2 separate regions of the Mus musculus genome follow, and region 1 is linked to region 2. A link is a contact called in public HiChIP or PLAC-seq data. All regions are on one chromosome and are shown on one strand. The core of a region is the stretch at or near the end of the contact, and the rest is flanking DNA. Distances in the headings are between cores, read along the strand shown. Region 1 has its middle 22 kb from the start of Gm46818. Region 2 has its middle 36 kb from the start of Gm40110.

Region 1 (5,586 bases), core at 340-2,839, 190 kb before region 2:
GAGAATACAGCTGACATGTTGGGTCAGCAGATGAGGCACTGTGCTAGGCCCTGGAATATTACACTGAGTCAGATAGAATTCCTGGCCGCATAGACCTTATATCTTACCATTTAGTAAGCCAGATGACTTTGTAGGCCAAGAAAGCATGGAAAAAATGCAAGATGGAAGAGTCCTGTTATAATCATAAGAGCCAAAAACAAAATCAAGGGCATGATAATGTACCGTGAACTCAAAGTAGAAATCTAGTGTGATGTGGCAATGGAGAAAGCCTGTGTAATATCAGTCTGTATTGACAGAAATATGTATGCTATGTGCTTCAAAAGAGTTAGTAGTCCAGTTATACTTAGGGTTGGTCAGTCTGCAGCTAGAGTATTGTGTTTCCTCCTGGGCACCACATTTACCACATTGTAAGGGGATAAATTAGAGTGTGTCCAGAGAGGGTTGGAACCCTAGGAGAGCAATGGAGTTGGAAGTCATTGTACAGGAAACTGGTGGACCTAGTGATGTTTAGTCTGGGAAATAAAGACTTCGATGGGAGACACATAGCTATTTTCAAAGACGTGTTATATGGACAAGAGTGTGAGTCGCCCTGTGCATTGCCCAGAGAGTACTCTTGCGGCAGCAACTGAATGAATGGTGGGGAGGTTAGGGAGGATCTTTAGTTCAAAATGAGCAGAAACTCACTTGATATTCACCATTCAACAGTGGACCAGAAACGGTCCCTTTACTAGGACTTCAGATTCTTTTATCCCCTTTGCCTCTCCTCCCTGGGGCAAAATTTTGGAGATTTCTTTTTCTTAACTGCAACAGAATGAAACTGTAGAGTCTCTTCTCTGTCCATATAAGTGAGAGTTAATGTTGAAAAATAGCACTAGGACAAATGCTTTACAGAACTGACACTTAAACCATCCCTCAGAGGATGCTCCCATAAGACACATGAAGAAACAAACCTTAGACAACGAAGTGGTAGAGGCTGGCTGGTCTTCTGGACTTCTGCTTCTCCACTCTATGGCTGTGATCTCTCTGCCTCACTGGTCTCTCCATCACTAAAATACACATCCATCCAAAAAGGCAGCATGCGCAGTGTGCTGGAGGAGGAGAAGGTGATTTTCCAGTAAATGAGGTGGAGTAGAAGCCAGCATGTGGCTTCTTGGGTGTGTTGAAGACGGTGGAATTCAGTGTATCCCCAGAACCTGGCAGCACTTGTCCTGGTGCAGAGTGAACTGTCCACAGTGTCTTTGAGAAAAGAAAGCAGTGCTCAGCTTCATCTCATGGTTCTTATACATGGCAGGTCGTATTTTTGTTGTTGTTTTTAACTCTCTCATTTCATCAGGGGCCAGTTATTCCATTTTAATCACGTCTCGGTTACTGTTAAGTAGGACTAAGCTTCACACAATGGATAAAATAACTGAAAAGCTTCTTCCACTTAAAAAAAAAAAAAGAAAAAGAAAAAGAAAAAGAAAAAGAAAAAGAAAAAGAAAAAGAAAAAGAAAAAGAAAAAGAAAAAAAAAAAACACTTTTGTGACTCACCCAATATAAACCACAACCCAATAAAGCCACGATTAAAGTGGATGTAGACTAAATCTCTCCTGAATGGAGTTTTGCTTTCTGTTTTCAGGAGTCATCCCAGCCCTTTGATGTCTGTTGGGCCCTCTTGCACACCACCTTCTGTTCTTATTTGACTCTTTTCTGCCATGAATGCCATGCCTGCCATTGTTTGGCTCGGTCTTGGCTAGCAGAAGATAGAGGGAAAGGCTTCCTGGAACACAAGGAGCCAAGTTAGGAAAATGACCCACGTGAAGGGAAGCCCAGAAGAAGAAGATTCGCGGCAAGTGCCTAGCCCTCCTAGCTGGAGGTTTTCATATGCTGACTTCATGGCTTCTGGGCTAAATGATCAACACTGACTGGGAGGGACTTTTACCCACATTTTTGTCTTCTGGCTCTTGCTCTGCATAGACTCACTTTGTAAAAATTCAAACAACAGCAGAAAAAAAAAAAGAAAGAAAAAAGAAAAAAAAAACTCCAATCTCTAAAATAACGTATTTTCACAGAAATGTATATTCACTACCTGAGGCTTATAGTCCATGGAATCATTTACCTGAATGTAAACTATGGAGACTCTCAGAGTGACGTCAGTATCTGACTCCTGGCACACACAGGCAGGGTTTGCTTTGATTCTAATGCTCAGAGAAACTATTTACACAGAGAACGCACCCCATCTGGCCTGATAAACTTTGGGTGGTTTGAATTCTTTGCAATATTTTTTTCCCCAGCAAATCTCTTCCTAGGGCAGTCATAAGCCTCATTTTTATTGTGTCCATGATCTTTTTACCCAAAATAGTGATATTTTTTATGTAATGGATCAAAGAAAGATTGTGATTATAGCAGGGACTATTATGAAACCAGAAAGGAGCCAACTAGAGAGAGAAGGAATACCGAGGGTTATTTTTAAATGGCATTCTTCAAATATGACTGACTGTAAATAAACTGTATGTTGTCCTTTGAGGGCAAGAGCCTGAAGTGGAAACACCACATATGGCCATCAGGAGGTCTGGCACACCACTTCTGTGTGTTTCAAGTGACTCTAGATATGGTTTGGCTATGGAATTCTTCAGCTTGAGGCTGCAGAGGACAGGCTTTTTCAGAGCCTTGGAAACTACTTGTTTTAGACATAGAACTGTGGCATTTTTCATTTCTACAGCCATCAGTGATGTCTGTAGCAGGAATTTTGTAAACTGTTGTGGGTTGAGTACGAATAATCCCTCCGGGAAGCTGTAGGATGGTCCAAAAGTCATCTTCAAAGGGTGACTTTTCATCCCCCGTTATCAAGAAGATGAACTGAAGAGAGAAACCTGTTCAGAATTATGTAAAGATGGAGAGCCTGCTCTTTGTCTCCATGGTGATGATCTCTTTGTGACCAAGTCTTTTTTTTCCCTCCAAGTAGGATCATTCTTAGTGCTATGTGGTCGGTTCTGTTTCTCTTTCACCTGTCCCATACTGTTCCCTACAACCTGCTCTATCTCCAGTTCTCCTTGTTGGAGTTCCCACTTTGGGGGAACTTGTTTATCACTCTCACTACCATATTCTTCCTGGTATGCAATTGGTCAGATGGGCTCCCTTCCGACTTCTCCATTTCCAGGACAAGAGCTGACCTCTGAGGACCAGGGCCAGGAGATTTAAGATTAGATTCCCCAGGACTGCTACTTAACTCTAACTTAGACTCTAAGAATCAAGGAAAATGAGCCTCATCAAAGTTCTTAGCTGAGAGCTGAGGACCAGCACACTGAGAGACCAGGCATGGTCCCAGTCCTGGCTGTTCAGAGTATGGACCATAGAGCAACAGCACTGGCATCCCTGGGGGTGTTTGGAATGTAGAAGCTCAGCTCCCAGCCCCCAATTACCATATTAGACCTCTGGGTGCTTCTGGTGAGCATAAAATCTGGAATAGTATATCTCAGAGAGCCAGAGGCAAGGTCAAGGGCCTAGTCAGGCTTGCTAGAGGAATTAGTCCACAATAATGTTGAGAATGAGAGCAAGTGAGTAGCAAGCAAGGAAAGACATGGGGGAGGGGGGGGGAGGCTGGGTCGATTACTGCCAACACCAGAACACCAGGGATGCCTGAGGCTGTCTTCATGTGCCGTGGGCCTGTGGCTATGTGGTCTGTAAGTATATCCTGACTGTAAAAAGGTCTTGAATCCTCCAGTCAGCTTTCTATGAGACTGGGACCCATCTTTCTCTTCTCTCTACCCCAGACCTGTCATGGCACCTCATAGCTCACCGACAGGTATTCATTCTTTGTTGAACTGGATAGGGTCCTCCAGGACCCCGCTAGTCATATATTTTGAGTTTATTGTGCTAGACAATCATCTCTGATTCTGCATCTCCCTCGGGAATCTCCAGCACAGGGCAAAGCAAAGCAAGACACCCTTCTGGGTCAGAGCAGATCCAGCACCGTATCCCTTGAGAATTCGGCCAGTGCCCCAAAAGCACTCGTGACAATTGAACCGCTAGTGTACAGTTTCTGCAAAGAAAGGCTAATGAACCTGCTAGCTCCCATAATGTCCGTCTGAAAAGTCAGTGCCCAGATGCCAAATTCAGAGCTGAACTTTGTACAGACAGGGTGGGCAGCTACCTCGAGGCTTTGGGAGCAGGCTCCACACACAGCAGCCTCCAACTGGCAAGAGTTAATGCTAAGGTGCAGCTGCAGGAATGTGAAGCTGGAGAGCTAGCTCGGGGAATTGCTATTGCAATCAGAGGACAGCCCAAGTCAGAGTTCCAAAGCCCTTTGAAGGGGTGCCAGCTCGGACACATGTTTCCAATTCTCATATGCAATCTCGAGGCAGTGTGCAAGCTGCACTTTCATTATGTCAAAGTGAAAGGAATGGTGGTGGTGGTAGGGGGGGCAGGGTGAAGAGAAAGGGGAGAGGCTGCCAGGCTGGAGACCACGCTCTGCTGTGGCACCAAATGTGCCCAGGCGCAGAGTAAACCCCCAACACAAGTCTATCCTGGAGGTGTGTGGCACCTCTTCTGAGAGCCTTTGTTTTCCTTTCTCGTTCTGAGGACAGAGAGCCAGCTGACACCACCATAGGACGCCCAGTCTCTAGGAAACTTGTCCATCTCTTTGGTATTTGCTCTGGCCACAGATAAGATTCTATGGAAACCATACAGGGATGTCCATTGTTGCGTTCAGCCACAGGCTTGCGGGTTATTTCCGAAGTTTTTCCGAAGTTTGTGTTTTTCCACGAGGAGATGGTTCCGCTGTTTGATGTTACTCAGAAGGAGGCACGAGAACAGACAGTTTTCCCTTCTCTCTGTTGGGTGTTGCTTCCTTTTTCATTCGGAACTAAGCCCTAACCCAGGAGATTATTTCCCTCAACTTTGTTTTCCAAACACGGTTCCAGAAATTTTCCTTGAGGAATTCTCCCAGACTTACCCCTTCCACATCATTGCCTCTTAGGACTGGTGCTTGTAATTTGAAATGACGATTTGGCTGATCCGTGTGCTACTCTGTGTTTTTAAGTCAGTTTACAGAAGCATGGGGAGGTAGAATGTGTACTTCTGGTTGCTTCTTAGCTCTCAAGAGCTATTTACACACACATGCACACTCCCATACTTATACATACAGTCTCTGTTTATGATCTGTCTTTACATATTTTATTTACATGTAGATTATGCATTTGTGGCTGTGTATTTACCCGTTTTATATATAGTAATTGATGCTGGATTACATGGTTTGCAAGACAACAGTTTCCATGTAAGAGAAGTGACATTCAGAGAGACAAGGACCCTCTCAGCACCATTCAATCTTGATTGGCTAGCAGTGAAGCCAGGCTTGGGCTCTGACGGTCCCATCACAATCCTCATAACATCTCCCTCTGAAAGCCAATCAGATGTCTCCCATGCTGTGCACTTAGGAAATGTCACTCAGAGTATTATTTCACTTATTGCTCACCTAGGGAATATGTAGGGGAGAGGTGACAGGGTGGGACTAGTGGCTGTGAGGGTAAAGACAAGAACTAAGCTTTGCCTTACCTGCCCTGAGACACTGCTGAAACACACGCTTGCCTGCTGCCTGCAAGATTGGCT
Region 2 (5,877 bases), core at 281-2,780:
GGGAGCCTCATGTCAGCTGGTGTATGCTGCCTGGTGGGTGGTTCAGTATCTGACAGATCTCAGGGGTCCAGGTTAGTTGAGATTGCTGGTCTTCCTATGGGGTCGCCCTCCTCCTCAGTTTCTTCCAGCCTTTCCCTAACTCAACCACAGGGGTCACTGGCTTCTGTCCATGGTTGGGTGCATCTAAGTCTTTCAGCTGCTTGTTGGGCCTCTCAAGGGACAGTCATGCTAGGCTCCTGTCTGTAAGCAAACCATAGCACCAGTATAGTGTTAGGTCTTGGAGCCTCCCCTTGAGCTGGATTCCAAGTTGGGCTGGTCACTGGACCTCTTTTCCCTCAAACTCTTCTCCATCTCCATCCCTGCAGTTCTTTCAGACAGGAACAATTCTGGGTCAGAGTTCTGACTGTGGGATAGCAACCCCATCCCTCCATTTGATACCCTATCCTTCCACTGGAGGTGGGCTCCACAAGTTCCCTCTCCCCACTGTAGGGTATTTCATCTCAGGTCCCTCCCTTTGAGTCCTGAGAGTCTCTCACCTCCCAGGTCTCTGGTACATTCTAGAGGGTCCCCCCACCTCCTACCTCCCAAGGTCGCCTGTTTCCATTCTTTCTGCTGGCCCTCAGGACTTCAGTTCTGTCCCCCCCCCCATACCTGACCATGTTCCCCTCTTCCCCTCCCTGTCCTCTCTTCTACCTGGGTTTCTTCCTCCCTCTGCCCCCATGATTGCTTTCTTCTCCCTCCCAAGTGGGACTGAGGTATTCTTACTTCCACCAGGGCCTCTTGCCTGTCTGAAATGTTCTTTTCAAATAGCCCCGTGCTAGCTCTGGCTACCACGGTGACAACAGAGTGCCAAGTGCTCACCTGGTGCCCTCCTCCTCACAGGCTTATGGAGAACAAGGCCTCTTCTAATTCTCGCTGTGCCTATCCTTGCTGAGACAGGAGTCTCGAAGCCATAGCTCCAGCACCTATGGGTGAGCACACATCCCATCTGGCTCTTGCTAACATAGTTAGGGAACAACATGATGCCTGTGAGCCCATTTTGTATAGTCCAGGCATTTCTCAGCCCTACAGTGAATTCTGTTGCCTCACTTCAGACACTGTCTGAGGGAGGCTGAGGGAAGCCTTCGGCTGTGGTCTCAACCTCTCTAGAGTCTGATTTTCTAACATTTCTCTAAGTGATTCTGGTGTGATGGATTTCTTAGCCAAAGTGAACAGCACTGTAGGTGGACAGGTGGCTGTCAGTTCCCTGCCACCCACCAAGAAACTCAGCACCTTTTATCACGCCCGCCCACCCCATGCTCTCCCGGGGCCTCCAGGGGCCTGCTTTTCCTGCTGCACCTGGAGGAATTCTACCTTCTCCTCCAAGTCACCATTCGTCATCGGCAGCTCCTGCTCCCGAGTTGGACAGTTAAGCATGCAGGGCAGGGAGGGGGTGACTCATTGGCACACACTCAGGGCCTAGCCCCAGCACTTGGCCCAGAACGGGCCTTTATTACTCTATACCTCTCATTCACGTTTCTCCAAGTTCTCACACTTACGGAGGTGAGTGCCGTGACAGCTCATGCTGCACGTGTTAATGACACACCAGGCACCCGAGACAGATGAGATCAGAGAACAGAAATGAAAGTGGCTTAGATTTGGGTGAGAGGCTCTAGCTTACTCATGCCAAGGGTTATTGCAGTTGAAATCTAGCTGTGGCTGGTGATCAAAAGCCTTACAGAGTGAGGGGGCAGAGAGGATCCTGGGGGGACGTTCATGAGCCCTGTGTGCATGGAGCCCACTCCAGTGCACACACAACAACAGCAGCCACTCCCTGACACCCCCCCCCCCCCGTGCACTCACACCCACACTTCCATTCACCTCCTGACACAGCTGTCTGGAGTCACTGCCCATTCAGCCCTCTTTGCACTGTTCAGTCAGGCACTACAGGAGTAAGAAAATTATCCTCATTATCACTGAGGATAGCTTAGGAAATCCATTCTTTTGTGTGTGTGTGTGTGTGTGTGTGTGTGTGTGTGTGTGTGCGCACGCGTGCACACACGCGCAAACTCATATACACACACAAAACCACACACACACATACCAGGAAGCCTCACAACAGTCAACTTGTAACAGAAACTAGGATGCTCTACAGCGACTTGTCCAAACTTGAGTATAGGCCCAGCTCTATCTGGACTATGAGAGGATTTACTGTTACATAAAAGCTAGCCACTGCACCGGTCTCCTTGCCTCTCCCTGACTGCAGCTGCGCACCTTCCTTAGAAACCTTTCTTCTCTACACTTATTCTCTTTTTCTTACTATTCTCTTGCTCTCCCTCCCTCCCTCCCTTCTTCCCACCTCTCTCTCTCTCTCTCTCTCTCTCTCTCTCGCTCTTTCTCCCTCCCTCCCTCCCTTCCTCTCTATCAGTCAGTCAGTCAGTCAGTCTGTCTGTCTGTCTGTCTGCCTCTGTCTCCCCCCCCATTCTCTCGCTCTCTTTTCATCTCCCCATCTTCTCTATTGTCTTCCATTCTTATAGTTTCCTATCCCTGGCCATATCCAGTCTGCTTCTTTCTTTATGCTCTGGAATCTTCCAGATGCCTCTGTTTTTGTTTTTTGTTTTTTTTTCTCTTATATCCACAATAAAAACTTTACCCGTATCATGGACTGGTCATGTCAGCAGTTTCTATACTGAACCCCCTCACATACAGGTTCCATGGGATGGGGACAGAATTAAGTTGCTATAACGAGAGATAGGTTGTGAAGCCACTCTCCAGGACACTGCAAGTCACCTACAGTGCTGAGTAGTCATGTGAGCACATGGCATATGGCACACGGTATGACACGATGACGTCATTGTTATAGCAACTCAATTCTGTCCCCATCCCATGGTGTATGGCCTTCTTGCTGGTTACTTTCTCCCTGGCTAATTTCATTCATGCCTGTGGCTTTAGTTAACAATGTCCAAAGAAGATACACATCTTCACCCAGGTCTATAGTGCACCTCCTACTTGATAATCATCTATGGAATGCTGACTAATGGCTCGGTTTCTGCATCCAGGAACCTGGTATGGTTCCACCCTCTTCACTTAGTCACTTGGATTAGATTTATCACGTCCAATCCTGCCTTTTAATCCATGATAACAAATTGGGGTAGGGCAGAAACACAACTGTGTTATGTGTGCTGGTTATAAAAGAGAAGGGCTCAGCTTCGGGATGTTGGTGGGTGCAGAGAGAACCTCAGTGGAACAGAAGGTTTCACTGGGGCCTCCTGCTGTATTCTGAGGCTCCAGTCTCTTCAGTCTCCCTTCAGAAATCCACACTTTCAGAAGTGAGCTTGTATAGAGAAGGGGTAGCAGGGGGGTGCAGGGGTTTCTAACTCCTAATAGTCTAAGCCTTCACATCTGCAGTATCATCCAGCCTTCACATCCAGTATCAGGGCTATGCTCCTTTTCAGAGAAGTAAATTGACTTTCCCAATGTCTCACAGCCAAGAAATACATTGTATTTGTCAGCTCAGAAGCTATGACTTTTGCTTCTTGCCCTAAGAAGCTCATACTGATTATTGGAGGGGGGATGGGTGCTCAGTTACCCCCACTAGGAAAGCATCACGGCAGAGTAGGTAAGCACAGGTTTCCATGGTTGAATTGGTTGGGTTTGAGTTTTGCACAACAAGCAGAAGCTAGCCCGAGAAGCATAGACAAGTTGCTTAACTTCTCTAGGTCTCAGTTTACCATTACTACAACATAGATAGAAACACAGCCCACTTCCTATGGTTAGTGAAACAATGTGTGCAAACTATGGCATCATTTGGGAACTTCTAAGAACCCGGCTCCTGTGGGTGATCCAGAAAGGGCCATCACCAGTGTATGAGCAGGAAGAGAACCTGTTTTGAAACAGTCTAAGAAGGTTCAGTAGAGGTTTAGTGGAAAGACCTGCAGCTGAGAACAGGGCCTCTCTGTGCCCAGAAAGTCCATCCCAAAGTGAGTTTGAACTTGACCCTGGAATTGCATTTTAACTTAGAGATGGGTTCCTTGGGTTTGAATGTATGGACATTGGTTGGTATATAACTGCTAGTGCTTAATATGTTGTGAATTCCCTAGGTTTCTTTTCATCCCTCTACCTAAGGTGATGAGAAAATATCTAGGAAAGATGTCCAGGGTCCAAGATGGGGCCCAACATACGTTTTTCCAAGAATACAGAACACTGAGCCACTCTGAAGATATGGGCCCTCTTTCTGTCCAGTCCAAGCCAGAGTGGTGAGTGACCCCAGGTGTCCTGAAACCCCCACAGACTGCTGTGGGCATCTACTGCCACCTACAGGCTCCATATGGCACTGCCTCTCCTGTCCTACACTGTGTTTATCTGCTCAGAGGAAACACCCATTGTGCATTTCTGGTCTGTCTACTGACTGCTTGAGATCATTAAAGACAGTGATAGAGGCTGGTGAAGCATTCCAGTGTGTAAAGACACCTGCCACTAAGGCTGACCACCTGGGTTTGATTCCTGGGCTCACCGGGTGGAAAGCAAGAACCAAATGCCGCTAATTGTCTTCTGACCTCCACAGGTAAACAGTGGCCAGCTCCATTCACATGTTATACATACAAGCACATGAAATAAATAAATAAATAAATAAATAAATAAATAAATAAATAAATAAATAAGAAAGAAGTCATTTTTAAATACCTATGGCTTTTATATATTCATAATGGAGTAGATGTCCAATACATGGCTGCGGAATGAATGAATGAACGAATGAATGAATGAATGGAAAACTGCCTCAGAGTGGTGGGTCCCGAGGAGCTCTGACCTTCCCTTCAAGTGTTTCTATCTGCTGGGAGGAATGATCATACTGGGAGGCAGCGACCACTAGTGTCTCTCAGCTCCACCCTGAACATCAACACAATGGGCTCCTGGTGGACCACAGGGAAGAAGTCAACATTTCCCACAGTCCAAATTGCTGCTGCCACTATGATGGAGATGGGCCAGGATTAGCATTCTGTCTTCTTTCCATATGAAGGCACTTCTTAAGGGACATCCATCCTGACTTTCTGCCTGCCCTTGCTAGGGGAGGAACCATAGACATAAAGAGCGGCAGGAGAGGGAGCATGAGAGAGGCAGGGAAGGGTCCCTGAGCCACTGCTGTGGAGTGGACAGCACTCACCCTTCTCCACTCTGTCTTACCATCCTCCAATGCCCGAGCCATCAGTGTGGCTCCCCAGAACTCAAGACATACAGCCTGGGAGAGTTCTACAAGCCTTCTCGCTGTCTGAGACCACCCACAGGACGTCTGTGGCTCTGACACCTTCTTGTGTACAGAGGCTGCAAGGCACTGACAGACACCAGCTCCCTGAGGCTGTGCAGAGAGGGTCTTGGAACAAGACAACCGTGAAGAAGCTGAACTGCAGAACATTGGAAGCAGGTAACACTGTCGGGTCCCAGCCTCAAACTACCCCAGAAATATTAGGTCACAAGCAAAGGCATTTCTGGATTTCCCCTTATCCTTTACCAGCACTGCATACAATGCTGGGACCTGTGGAGCGAGATGCCTTTCACACTTGACAGAGCTCTCTCGTCACGGTCACCCCAAAATATGAACTGAGCATGCTCACTCTCCTGCATCAGCTCATATGTGGGAGGCAGAACCTATATGTTCATCAGTGTGTAGTGTATATTTTAGGTGAGGTGAGATGAGGTGGGGAGAGTGGTGGCGAGGGGCTAATCACTCCTCTTGGTAGCACTGAGGAATGCTGGGCAAAGCCCTCCGTGGGGCAAGTCATAACGCAGATTTCATGTTAGGCCAGTGATTCTCCAAGTTGGCTGCACATGCCACCAACAGAACTTTTAAAATCCTAGGCCACATCCCACCTGTTAAACCAGAACCTCTAGGAGTGTCACCAT

What was found. HiChIP or PLAC-seq counts read pairs in DNA pulled down with a chosen protein or histone mark.
Region 1: an HNF4G HiChIP or PLAC-seq map of pancreatic cancer cells shows a contact between it and region 2. The contact joins two enhancer-like sites. A contact is called at or near these places in 3 of 115 datasets of contacts at active chromatin or transcription factors (embryonic stem cells, heart atrium and pancreatic cancer cells).

Annotation. Positions count from the first base shown.
Region 1 is chr3:102,525,389-102,530,974 of GRCm38.p6, reverse strand. No RefSeq gene overlaps it. Among named protein-coding and RNA genes, the nearest start is that of Gm46818, 22 kb to the right of the region's middle. Within about 2 kb of position 1,589, at least 21 of the 459 cell types and tissues checked have an H3K27ac peak or open chromatin away from gene starts, as enhancers often do. A contact at or near this core is called in pancreatic cancer cells, where this site is marked.
Region 2 is chr3:102,333,789-102,339,665 of GRCm38.p6, reverse strand. No RefSeq gene overlaps it. Among named protein-coding and RNA genes, the nearest start is that of Gm40110, 36 kb to the left of the region's middle. Within about 2 kb of position 1,530, at least 57 of the 459 cell types and tissues checked have an H3K27ac peak or open chromatin away from gene starts, as enhancers often do. A contact at or near this core is called in pancreatic cancer cells, where this site is marked.